Regions from separate parts of the Mus musculus genome. Here region 1 is linked to region 2. Evidence: chromatin contacts called from public Hi-C data. All regions are on one chromosome and are shown on one strand. The core of a region is the stretch at or near the end of the contact, and the rest is flanking DNA. Distances in the headings are between cores, read along the strand shown.

Region 1 (5,608 bases), core at 1,352-3,851, 230 kb before region 2:
CAAAGAAGAGCCAAAATATCTCTGCAGGAAAAGCTCACAACTTGACTGGGAGATAAGAGATATCTCTGAACTGTTAAAAGGACTATTTGGCAACTGGTTCTTACAGCTTAGTTTATTATCAGTAATATGTCTTGTTTTCAAACCTTTTTTTTTTCAGAATGAGATACCTAAATCATAACTGTTCTTGATTTTCAATATAAACTATTTTATTTATTAACATCAACATACTTAGTAGAGAATGAATGTTTATGAATAGAGTACATAGTGGATTAAATATATAGCAAATTTCTATGGCTAAATTAATTAGGGAGACATTAGAAGAAACTGCTTTTCAAGCAGGTCAGTGTGGGCGTATCTTATCTTCTCCATCACTCTAAGACTTTGGACTATATTATAGCAACATCATGGAATGATTGACGTATTTTGAACTATAAAATGAGCATTCTGTAGAGGAACAAGTAACTGAATACTTCCAAATGTTTTTAGGGTAGATGTGTTTCATTCTGAATTGGTTGGAGATCAGTTTAAGGCCATTGGACTAGTCCACAGCAAGATCACTGCAAGAAAATTCAGCAATAGATTTTCTATTCCATCTTTGCATTTCCTTAAATTCAGTGTAAGAAATGGCAGAGAACATTCAACACAGCTTACTGTGAAATCAATGCAGAAGGCTCACAGGTCCTGTGATGTAAGGAAACTTCATGTAATGAGATCCAACAGGAGGAGGGTAAAGGAAGCCCAGCCGCTGCTGAGATGGAGAGATGATTATGTGGACAGTCTAGTCCTCATCAGAAACAATCACACCTAATTTAAAAGACATTGTTGAAAAGACTAGCAAGATCTCACCAATCATGCTAGTTGTTCTACTGGAAAGGAAGAAAACAGGAAAAGATGACACAGGCATCTTATCTAATGCCATTTCTCCTTCTCAACCTGTATCATAGTCACCACCAGAAGGAAGAGCTGCATGTCAACATGTCAACCACCCCTGTAGCAGATTGAGGTGGCAAACTTGAGGGTATACAACATTTCCCACGACTCATCTACTCGTGCATGCCTTTAACTTGGAAGGAGGTACATTTTATAGGATACAAATAGAAACAATTAGAAATAAATTAGAAACAAATAGAAACAATTGCTGCCGTCACAGCTTCAAGTTTCACTCTGCATTCTGGATGAGGTTTATCCTGCTGAATAAGCACTCAGCTTTTAATATATCAAGGAGTGTAGGTTTACATCTTACAATTATTATGCAGAATTAATAATTATCTAGTTTTTTATATCTTGTCCATCATAGAAACTACATGAATTTAGGAACACAAGATCACCCTTTTCAATGTGGCAATAAAGGACTAAGGACACACAGAATATTATGGATATTACCTGTTGTGTTTCGAGGACAATGGATTGTCCTTTGGGTAGAACATCAGTAGTTGCTACACTGAACACTAGTCCAAGTTTAGATTACCTATGCTTAAATCAGCTTCATTTATCTTACAGATTTCAGAGAAACTAAAATACTGCTTGTATTTCATAATTTGTCATATTTACTCCTGTTAAAAGATCATGATTTATAAAGAAAAATATATACCCCCTCTCTTAAAAAATGCAGCACAGAACTTCAAGGAAAGCTTTAACTACTTTGAGCAGTATTTTGTTTCTACTTCCTCCTTGGAGCCACTATATTTACAGAAATCTATTAATGGATTTCTGAATGGTGTGATGGTTCAAATAAGTTTAAAATATAATCATTTTATATTTGTCATGTATGCGAAAAATAAAGATAACATCAATACATGTGAGCCTATAAAACTTGTATAGAACAGGGGATGGAGAAATGAATCTGCAGTTAAGTGTGTCTCCCTTTTTAATGTGGTAATAAAGGATTAAGAACACACTCGATATTATGGATCTTCCAGAGTTTTCCAGAAGACCTGAGGCTCACACTGCCTCTGGCTCTAGAGAATCTGATGGTTTCTGGTTTCTATGGCCACCTACACTCACATGAACTACACCTGTTCACAGATAAATACCTTCCTCCCACCCCATAATCTTCATAAGCATCAAAATAAAATTTAGAAAGATTAATTCTTTGGTATGAAAACCTGTGGCCCAAACACAAGTCTAGTCCTTGCTTTGGTATAAATTTCAGCAACTTATTTTGCTTCTATAAGTCAATATCTTCATCTACAACTGGAGATAAGATGACCAACCTTACCAATATAGAGTTCAACATAAATTAAGATAATTATACATGAAAAAATGCTTGACTAAGCATAGATATTAAATAATTATGAGTCAGTAACATAAAGCACCCATCACCATCAAATTCCCAGGCTATAAATTATCAAGATATATGGGATACCTATTTTTCTTCATTATTCATCCATTACTAATTTTTCCCAGATTCTTTTTTAAGGGGTTTTCCTATAGTCTCCTCTCTTTTTTATTTTGCTCATGGTTTAGAGAATCACCATGAATCATTGCAATAGGATATAGTGAAACATGAGTCATGTTTTCATCTGGTCTAACTCCCCCATTTTATGGTTGACTGCAGAAACTATGATTCTGCAACATGCCTAGGGTGATTCAAAGGCTACGATGACCCATCTATGAGAGTCCAGGTCTCTTAATTTCCAGTCTGTATCTTTCCACTGACCTATTCTACTCATTCTCCTCTGAACCATAAATCTGACCATGACTCCAAATTGCAAGACTCAGGTTACTTAACACAGCCTGCCAGGATGTGATTTCTGCTGACCTTGGAATTAAACATACAGTTTATGAACCGATCAGAAACAAAGAGCTGTTTAGAAAATCATTTATTTATCCTGTCAAGGCCACTGACATACTGCAGTTTTCTTTGATACAGTTGTGATAGGATAATGAACACTCTGCCTGCAGGCATCTCATGATGAGAGGACACTTTCAAACCTTCCAATTTCTAAATCCATTCTATCCCTTGCTTCAGAATTGCTACAACAGAACTATATGTTCCTCCTGACTGAAGCTGGTTCCTGAATATATGACTTGACCATTACTGTCTTGAAATTAACTCAAAGGTTAAAGGTAAAAGAGATTTTATTTGAATCTTTTTGAATGTCATAAAGAATATAACCAATATCAACCCCTAAAAGATAAGACTGAATAATACCACAGGCCTACAGCACTCTTCTTGAATCTTAACCATTAAATTGCATTTCAATTACTCTCCTGAAAACTCAACATCACTATGTTCATTAAATTATGGAGTGTCTTTCCATAAAGGTGGTTTGTTAACTTAATCTTAATGAAATATCCTCATGAGCTCTGAAGACTACATGTCTTAAGCTTACCTAACTCTCCAACTTCCATCCCTTCACATCTATAATTTCTTTTCTTCACATTGGCTTTCTTGCATTACAAAAATATATCACATGTATATAACCCTAGGGCATCTTGTAACCCTTTTCTTCTCTTATTTATGATATCAGCTAAGGCTCTTCACAGGGCTTCTTCCTTTACACTTTCATTCTCAGTTGTCAACTGAATTGTTTCCTCCCTATTAATTCCTCCTGCCTCACTTTAACATCTATTTAAAGAAGCACTTTCTAACCTAATCACCACACCATATTGTCTTACTGGATTTTTAGTAATGCTTCTCTATCTAAAGAAATATTATTTGTTGATTGTTTCCCACTATTTACCTATTGTACACATTGTCAACAATAGGGATAGGGATCTCATGTAATTCATAAATCCATAAATATGTATGTTAGTGACTGAACAAATTAACACTGGTAATTTTGAACATGTGCATTTCTATTCATGTGACACCAAAATACACGATTTTTACATAGAGTGAATATATACACACAAATGTATACACACATATTTATATAATGCATGTCTCTCTCTATGTATATATGTGTATATATATATGTGTGTGTGTGTGTGTGAAATAGATATTGTCACATAAATAGAAATATCCATACTCAAATATATGTGTGTGTGTGTCAATTTTTTGATTTTTGTATTCTCTTAAATGATCAGACTGATTATTTGGGCTTTCAGGGGACACACTGCATTTTAGGGAGTAATCACCATATAAGACGTTATTCTCTATCCTGCCTTGCCTAAAATAGCACCAATCCCTCTCTACCAAGTTTTGAAAATATAGGATTTTCCACAATTTACAAATTGTCATCTTCTAGCTTAGCTCTAAGAGCCAAGGAATAAACACTTGGTGATCTTACAAAGTTTGTAGTGTGAAGGATGAAGCAAGCAGTAAGTAATCACAGTGATAACTGAAAAGCAGGCATCTGGACAACATTTGCTGGAATCACAGAGAAAAGAAAGCCTCAGAAAAGACCCATGAGAGATGATCCTTCAATGCTGAATGTGATTAAATCAAGCAGAGAGACAGAGAGTGTTATTAAGGACAGAGGAAGGAATTACCAGGAGAGTACATAGTGGCTTCTGGGATCAGAGAACAGTGGGTGATTGGTCAGGATCTAAGCACAATGGAGTGGCTGGAGAGAGGTCTGAACTCATGCTTAATACAAACTGAAAGAAAGTTTCATTGTGCTTCTAAGTAATACACACACACACACACACACACACACACACACACACACACACACACACACAGTTTGTAAGAAAATGTTTGCCAATCTGTTTTCCATGATTTTAATTATCATTAAAAAACAGGTCATCATTGCACATAAAGGAAATATCTCAGGAATTTGACTCATCTCTTTTAGAGATGAAGGACTCGCGGGGGGGCGGGGGGGAATCCTTTAATAAGAAAGAAACAAGCACTTGCTGTTCTCACTCCGCCATGGATTCTTGACATTTCCAGACATGCTTGCTTTGTCCACACATTAGCTCGTACTTAAAAGGAAGTGCCACTTTAAATAATTTGTTTTTAAACCACTAAGTAATATGAGTAGAGCTGAATGTTAAATTAGGGAAAACTTCTCAGTGATAAATGGGGTAACGACAACATTCACAATGGGTCCAAGGTAACCAAACACTGCTAGCAATTGTGAATAGACTCGGAGTAGAAATGCAAAAATGCAAATGTTTGAGATGCTCTGAAATTTAATTCCGTGTTAACTAATAGTGATTAATTCTTGTGGGTTCTGGGAGTAGGAAGGTCTAGAGCTGAGGGTGAATCCTGATTTCAGCCCTGGCAGCTCAAGATGACTGTAGGAGAGGTTTGCCTGCAGGCTAGATGGGAAAGGAAACCTGTGAGGATCATCTGGAAGCCCAAGGTGAGAGAGCTGTTGTCATGCCAGCTATTATACTGCCATTCTACCAAATTTACTGGGAAATAATAAGTGTAAGTTTACTAGGAGCTCCCAAGCACAGGGGTGCTTTCACAAACTGAAGAGAATCTTTAGATCTATGCTCATTTCTCAACCTACATTACACCTTCTGCTTACTTTTAAGCTTCCTGTCCTAGAAGCCAAAATTTCTCTCCAAACTAAAGATTTATTGGTCCTTGCTTCCTTCCTTCCTTCCTTCCTTCCTTCCTTCCTTCCTTCCTTCCTTCCTTCCTTCCTTCCTCCCTCCCTCCCTCCCTCCCTCCCTCCCTTCCTTCCTTCCTTCCTTCCTTCCTTCCTTC
Region 2 (5,854 bases), core at 1,030-3,529:
AATTTCTTTCTGTTCTCTGCCCTGATCACTTAGAGCATGGGGAAGTTGGGACAACTCAGTAGGCTTCAGACATCCTTACTCTCCTCCCAGCAAGAAATGCATCTGGCAATATGGTCTGTTATATATCTACACACTGACATGAGCATCTTTTATGGTATATTCCATTTTCTACTCTAATCTTTATTTTCTCATTAGATTTATTTTGCAAGTATTTATAGGTCAGATGCCCTATGGAAAGCCTGACTTTAATTATTTCCATTGTTCCTTCTGTCTTCAGATCGTATGGCACTCATTTGCTGATAATATAACAATCTGAAACTCAGTCACCACACTAGCTATATTTATGACCAACGTGTCTTAGGTAATAACTTTGAACACAGAATTGCTTCCTAACCTTTGTATTCATTTTCCTAAATCATAAGGAGGGTCATAAATGACACATATGCATATGTGTCTTCACATCTCTGAGAGCTTCCAAAGGGTATGTTTCTTTATGTTTTAGTAAATTCTTATTTGGAATACTCAAAAAAAAAAAAAAAGAAAAGAAAAGAAAACAGTTGTATGCCCTCAATTCACTGCTCAATTCACTGGCTGTACTTTTTTTTTTTTGACCTAGCCAAAGTGACATAAAGTTGCAAAGAAAAGATGACTACTTGGCTAGTACATACTTGCTTATCTCTATAGTATGAGAATATACTATAATGTCATTATCTCAAGGACCAGAAAGATAGGGAAATGATAAGATCTAGCATCTATTTTTAGTCCAGAATTTATAATGTTAAATTTAGATTGTTCTTACATGTGTCTTTTGTGTTTATTTAATGGAAAAATAATTATAAATTACTGGGCACCTGTTAGGTGTGAAGGACTATTCGAAATAATTCTCGTATTGGATATGTAGTAATCTTTATTACAGATTGAGTCTTGCCCTATTGTATACTTTAGGGAATATGTTAGTATGTTTTATAATAGGTCATACTAGTCAGTAACAGAGGCATTCTTGAAACCCAGAAAATGTTAAACTCCTTTACTTCTCTAAATTATACCTGTGGTACATTATTTGGACTAGCTAGCAGAAAACTGAAAAAAAAAAGTTTCCTCAACTCAAATTAATCTTGATGTATATTAATTGTTTAATGTGTTAGTTTCAAATAATTTATATAGACCTTTGGAAAGGAGAAATAGTGGACAGCACTCTTACTCAAAGCATACAACTAGTTTATTGTTTAAAAGGAAGATGTATTAGGAATTGTGGGTAATTTAAAGGCATTAATGCCACCAGCACCACTAGCAACAACAAGAGATATCTCACATTGACAAAAGAGCTTCTGTGGGCTTTAGTAATTTTTTTTTCTAATTATAACAGAAGCCTTGGCAGTAGTGAGAGTTTAGTTTTTAGAGAAGTTATAATAATAACGGAGTTAACTCTTTAGGAATATTTGCATAAATGATCACTATTAATACTCATTAGAGATTATTATAAGAAATTTTTGTTTTAAAAATTGGTGTGCCTTTGATATATACATACATATAAGTAAAGCAATTTAGTGTATCTATAAAACCATTGTTATTACTTTTATGTAGATGAAAGAAATAGGAAGTTTGAGTACTATCTTCTAACCCATTTTTCAAAAGCCATAAAAAACCCATTGTGGGCTTCATTCTATTGACATGTATGTGGAAGCCAGGCAACTTCAGGACTGCCATGAAGCTCTACTTAGACAGGGTCTCACACTGTTTTAGACCCTGTCAATTAGGAAGGTTCACGCTGATGGCTGATGGAATTCATGCTCTCCTGTTTACAGGCAAGTGCTGTAAGCATGAGCCATCTCTCTAAACCCTAGAGAGAATTCTTGAATTGTGAAAAGCAACTGTAGGTCTTATTTGCCTTAATTTTTTTCCCCCTACTTTCAACATCTGGCCTAAAGAATTAAGATATTTAGGATAAATTGCTGTGACACTTTCCAATTTGAAAACAAAAAACAAAAAAACAAAAAAACAAAAAAAAACAAAACAAAAAAAAACAAAACAAAACAAACAAAACAAAACAAAACAAAACAAAACAAAACAAAACAAAACAAAACAAAAAAACCCGTAAGTAAAGATAAGTTTCATTTGCTCAGAATTCCAACCAGGAGCTTTGGTGCTCTGGTTCAGTACAGATATTTTCCAGGCCATGTACCTCTCAGCCAGCTCTTCTTACCAGGCCTGGGCACAGAAAAAAAATGCATTATCACAAGTATGCAAAATTCTGCCAACCCCTTCTGGTGTCTTTCTTAACTACATGCTTTTCAATTTAGCCTCATAGATGTCAGCTTCTTCCCATAAGAACAGAGGCTTGCACAATCATCAGCTCAGCTGCTTCCGCCATCTAGTGGCAAGAGACAGAAGTGAATGGGTTTTGTTTTCTGTAATTGCTAATGCTGCAAAATGGCAAGAATCAGCTTCATTTTTCAAATCACTGGCATTACTACAAATGCCAAATCTAGAAATACAAATGAACACTAATTTTTAGCAGCTGAAATTGAAGACCTCATGACTTCTGGGGTCACGTGCAACTTTTGGTTGTTTTCAGTTTGTTTTTTGTTTTTGTTTGCTTGTTTGTTTTGTTGTTTGTTTGTTTCTATGGTCAAAGTATTGATTAGGTACCATGTTACTTATGAAGCAGATACTGCTTGACCAACACAATCTTTGGTGGAAGGATATATTCTTGTACACAGGACCTGGCTCCTTTTGAGGAGAATTACTTAGCCTCAGTAAAAAACTGGAGATATTACTACCAGCCAATCACTGTGATGGGACTTGCTGCTTCCTGATCTCAGTAGGTCCTTCTTTCTCCACAAAGTCCTGGATGCTGAGAGTGGATCCTGTATCTCAGTCCTCTGCATTTCTCTTCCTTTTGAGCAACTCTACTCATATTCCCAGCTTGCACTACAGAAAAGATGTCTGTATTGTTAATTCTCTATTAGACTTTTCATCTTCTTCCTCTTTGATATCTGAGGCTTCACATATGCCAGACAAATTCTCTATTAATGACTTTCATAGGGGGACGATTTTAATTTATTTCATATACGTCTTTACCTAATTAGTCAAAAGGAAAGCATTATTTAATCTCCACCTTTCTTTCTTCTACCTTCATGATTTAGTATGTCTCAGAGTCCTGTATATGAGACATCATATATTTTCTAGACAAACTGTCAAATTCATGGTCTCCATGCTCGGTGCCTCCACTTTATCTCTGAGCTCATCACCTTGCCTTCTATGAGATGTCCTTGATTGTGATCTCACTCTTTTCCAGTTTTTCTACAACACCACATGAATAATTGTGTAATTTGCAAGCAGGACTATGTCATTCTCCATTATAAATTTTGCAGTCATCCCTTGTTACTTACAAAATGAAGTTCAGTCTCCACCAAAGGTCATTCTTTGCTTTTGCCACCCCTCTGCCTCACTCTGTCACATGCTGTGCACTCACCCAACTCTCTATATTTGCTATCATCATTTCCCCTCTCTTCCCTATTCAGGTAAGCACCTTCAGTTCTCAGAACCATTGAATATTGACATGATTATTGGAGTTAATGGCAACTTTGACCTTTTCTCCTTAGCTTCTACAAATCTCATCTACAGTTCAATCTCTGATCACATTCACCTCCTATCCAGCCCCAGTGAGCTAAAATAAATAAATAAATAAATAAATAAATAAATAAATAAATATTTTAAAAGGTTATAATTCAAGGTCTTAGAAAGATTTGCCTCTTCTTTTCTATTTTACTGCATATAACATGACATACTATATACGTTAATCTCCATACCTGTGTGTCTAACTAAAGCATGTAAGAAACTTGAAGACAAGTACTTTATAACTCAAAGCATCACACAGAAAACACTATATGGGATGAAGTTGAAGACGATTAAAAGAGTGAGTCAAATAACACAACAAAATATTTTCTTAATACATAGGTTAATGACATCTCAGAAATGCTGGTCATTTTTCCCAAAGTTAGACAAACTGGAAATGACAAATTTGGACTCTAATGTGTATTTGTTTGATCAAAATCCCAGTGGTGATTTATATCACCACAGTAAATTTGGAATGAATGTAACAAACCCCAAGATAGCAGGGCCCAGGTAGTGCTACACAAAGTAATTTGCCCCAAATTTCTAGCTTAGAATATTTCTATAATATGCATTCATACAACTCAATAAATAATAAGATATCAATAGAAATGATGAATTCTTCCATTTTTCTTTATTTGAAGAATGATATTTATTCATGGTATTTGAATCTGACTACTTTTGATTCCAGGACCAGAATGAAGCTTTATACTGTACTTGCTTATTGTGTTAAACAGTCTATCTGTGTCTATTATGGCTATTCCTAGTGTCTATCAGCCTGGCCAAGACATAATTTAATCCAAAAGTAAAAGTTCCATGAGTAATTGTAGTTAGGAAACAGATTTCTCTAGCCATATCCCTAGCTTAGATGATATGATGCATATTATATTAAAAATTCTGAGAAAGATCTGGAGAGATTTCTCAGAGGTTAGGAGCACTGGCTGCTCTTCCAGAGGCCCTGAGTTCAATTTCCAGCAACTACATGGTGGCTCATAATCTTTGTTGTTGATGTTGTTTGTTTTTTGTTTTGTTTTTGTTTTGTTTTGTTTTGTTTTTTCGAGACAGAATTTCTCTGTATAGCCCTGGCTGTCCTAGAACTCACTCTGTAGACCAGGCTGGCCTTGAACTCAGAAATTTGCCTGCCTCTGCCTTCCAAGTGTTAGGATTAAAGGCATGTGCCACCATGCCCGGCCTCATAATCATTTATAATGTGATATGTTTTCCCCCTTTCTGGTATGTATACATGATAACTAACTAAATAAATAAATAAATAAAATTTCATTGACTACTTATTGAACCTTTTCATAAACAAAACAAACAAACAACAACCAAAGGAGCTCTGGGAGATTTCATGCCAAGTTAACACATTTCACCATTGAGATGTGTTGAAGCAGGCATGCATTTCCTTACATCCCATAGACTGCTGATGAGATTCTAGCAAAGGTACCTGTGAAGATGCTAGTCTAGTGTCATTGCAGATGTTAATGGTGAGATAGAGGGAAGTAAAACAGCCATGCAAACAACAAACAACAAAATCCAGAAAACAAAGATGGAGGACAGACAAAGTGGGTCACATGCTTACTGATAATGACTTCTACCTAGGATAGTATTTTACATTGGCCAGCAAAAAATACATAGAATAGCCAAATGAAGACCATTTCCAAATGATAACTCTGCTAGAAACATTGACTCTCAGTGTTAGAGACATTGACTTTGTGTATTATAGGCTATAACCGATGGGCAGAGTCAGAACTGAGAGGGAGGCTCCTCAGTTTGTGGATCTCAGGAGCAAGCCCCAGCCACTCTAGGAAGAAGCAGTAAGGCAAGGAGGGCGTGGATGTTCATCTGCCTGTACTTATTCATGTCACCTTCCTTCTGATTGAGGTCATCCTCTAAAATGTCCCATGGCTCCACTGTCCACATGTTTCCCAGTATTTTCCCACAAGGGTTCAACCAGTGCCCAGTTGTCCTAGTGATGTTCTCTCTCTACAAACTCACCAACCCCACACTGTATGGTAAAGCTTCTCTTCATTCCAATCTCAATAAAAACTAGAAGAAGCACTATCAGTTGCCTAGCTTCAATTTCCGTCCAATTTGTAAAAGATAGCTTTAATTTTCATAGGCAATGACCACTGTTTCTCAGATGACTATTAGAAATTTTAATGCAACCTAGAAAACGCCATCAATTTTAATTACAAGACACCACAGATATTAGGACATGGGCAGAGTTCAGATACGT

The links. Hi-C and Micro-C count contacts between places; a contact is called where the count stands out from the background.
Region 1: a Hi-C map of the N1E-115 cell line shows a contact between it and region 2, with 4 times the contacts expected there. The contact joins two enhancer-like sites. A contact is called at or near these places in 1 of 15 datasets of contacts at CTCF or cohesin (the NIH/3T3 cell line) and 5 of 484 Hi-C or Micro-C datasets (the HPC-7 cell line, the N1E-115 cell line, cortical neurons and 1 more).

What each region holds. Positions count from the first base shown.
Region 1 is chr7:91,687,019-91,692,626 of GRCm38.p6, reverse strand. All of the region lies in intron 2 of Dlg2 (discs large MAGUK scaffold protein 2), which reads right to left. Among named protein-coding and RNA genes, the nearest start is that of Gm32353, 270 kb to the left of the region's middle. Within about 2 kb of position 2,601, at least 11 of the 459 cell types and tissues checked have an H3K27ac peak or open chromatin away from gene starts, as enhancers often do. A contact at or near this core is called in the N1E-115 cell line, where this site is marked.
Region 2 is chr7:91,453,871-91,459,724 of GRCm38.p6, reverse strand. All of the region lies in intron 2 of Dlg2 (discs large MAGUK scaffold protein 2), which reads right to left. Among named protein-coding and RNA genes, the nearest start is that of Gm24552, 210 kb to the right of the region's middle. Within about 2 kb of position 2,279, at least 4 of the 459 cell types and tissues checked have an H3K27ac peak or open chromatin away from gene starts, as enhancers often do. A contact at or near this core is called in the N1E-115 cell line, where this site is marked.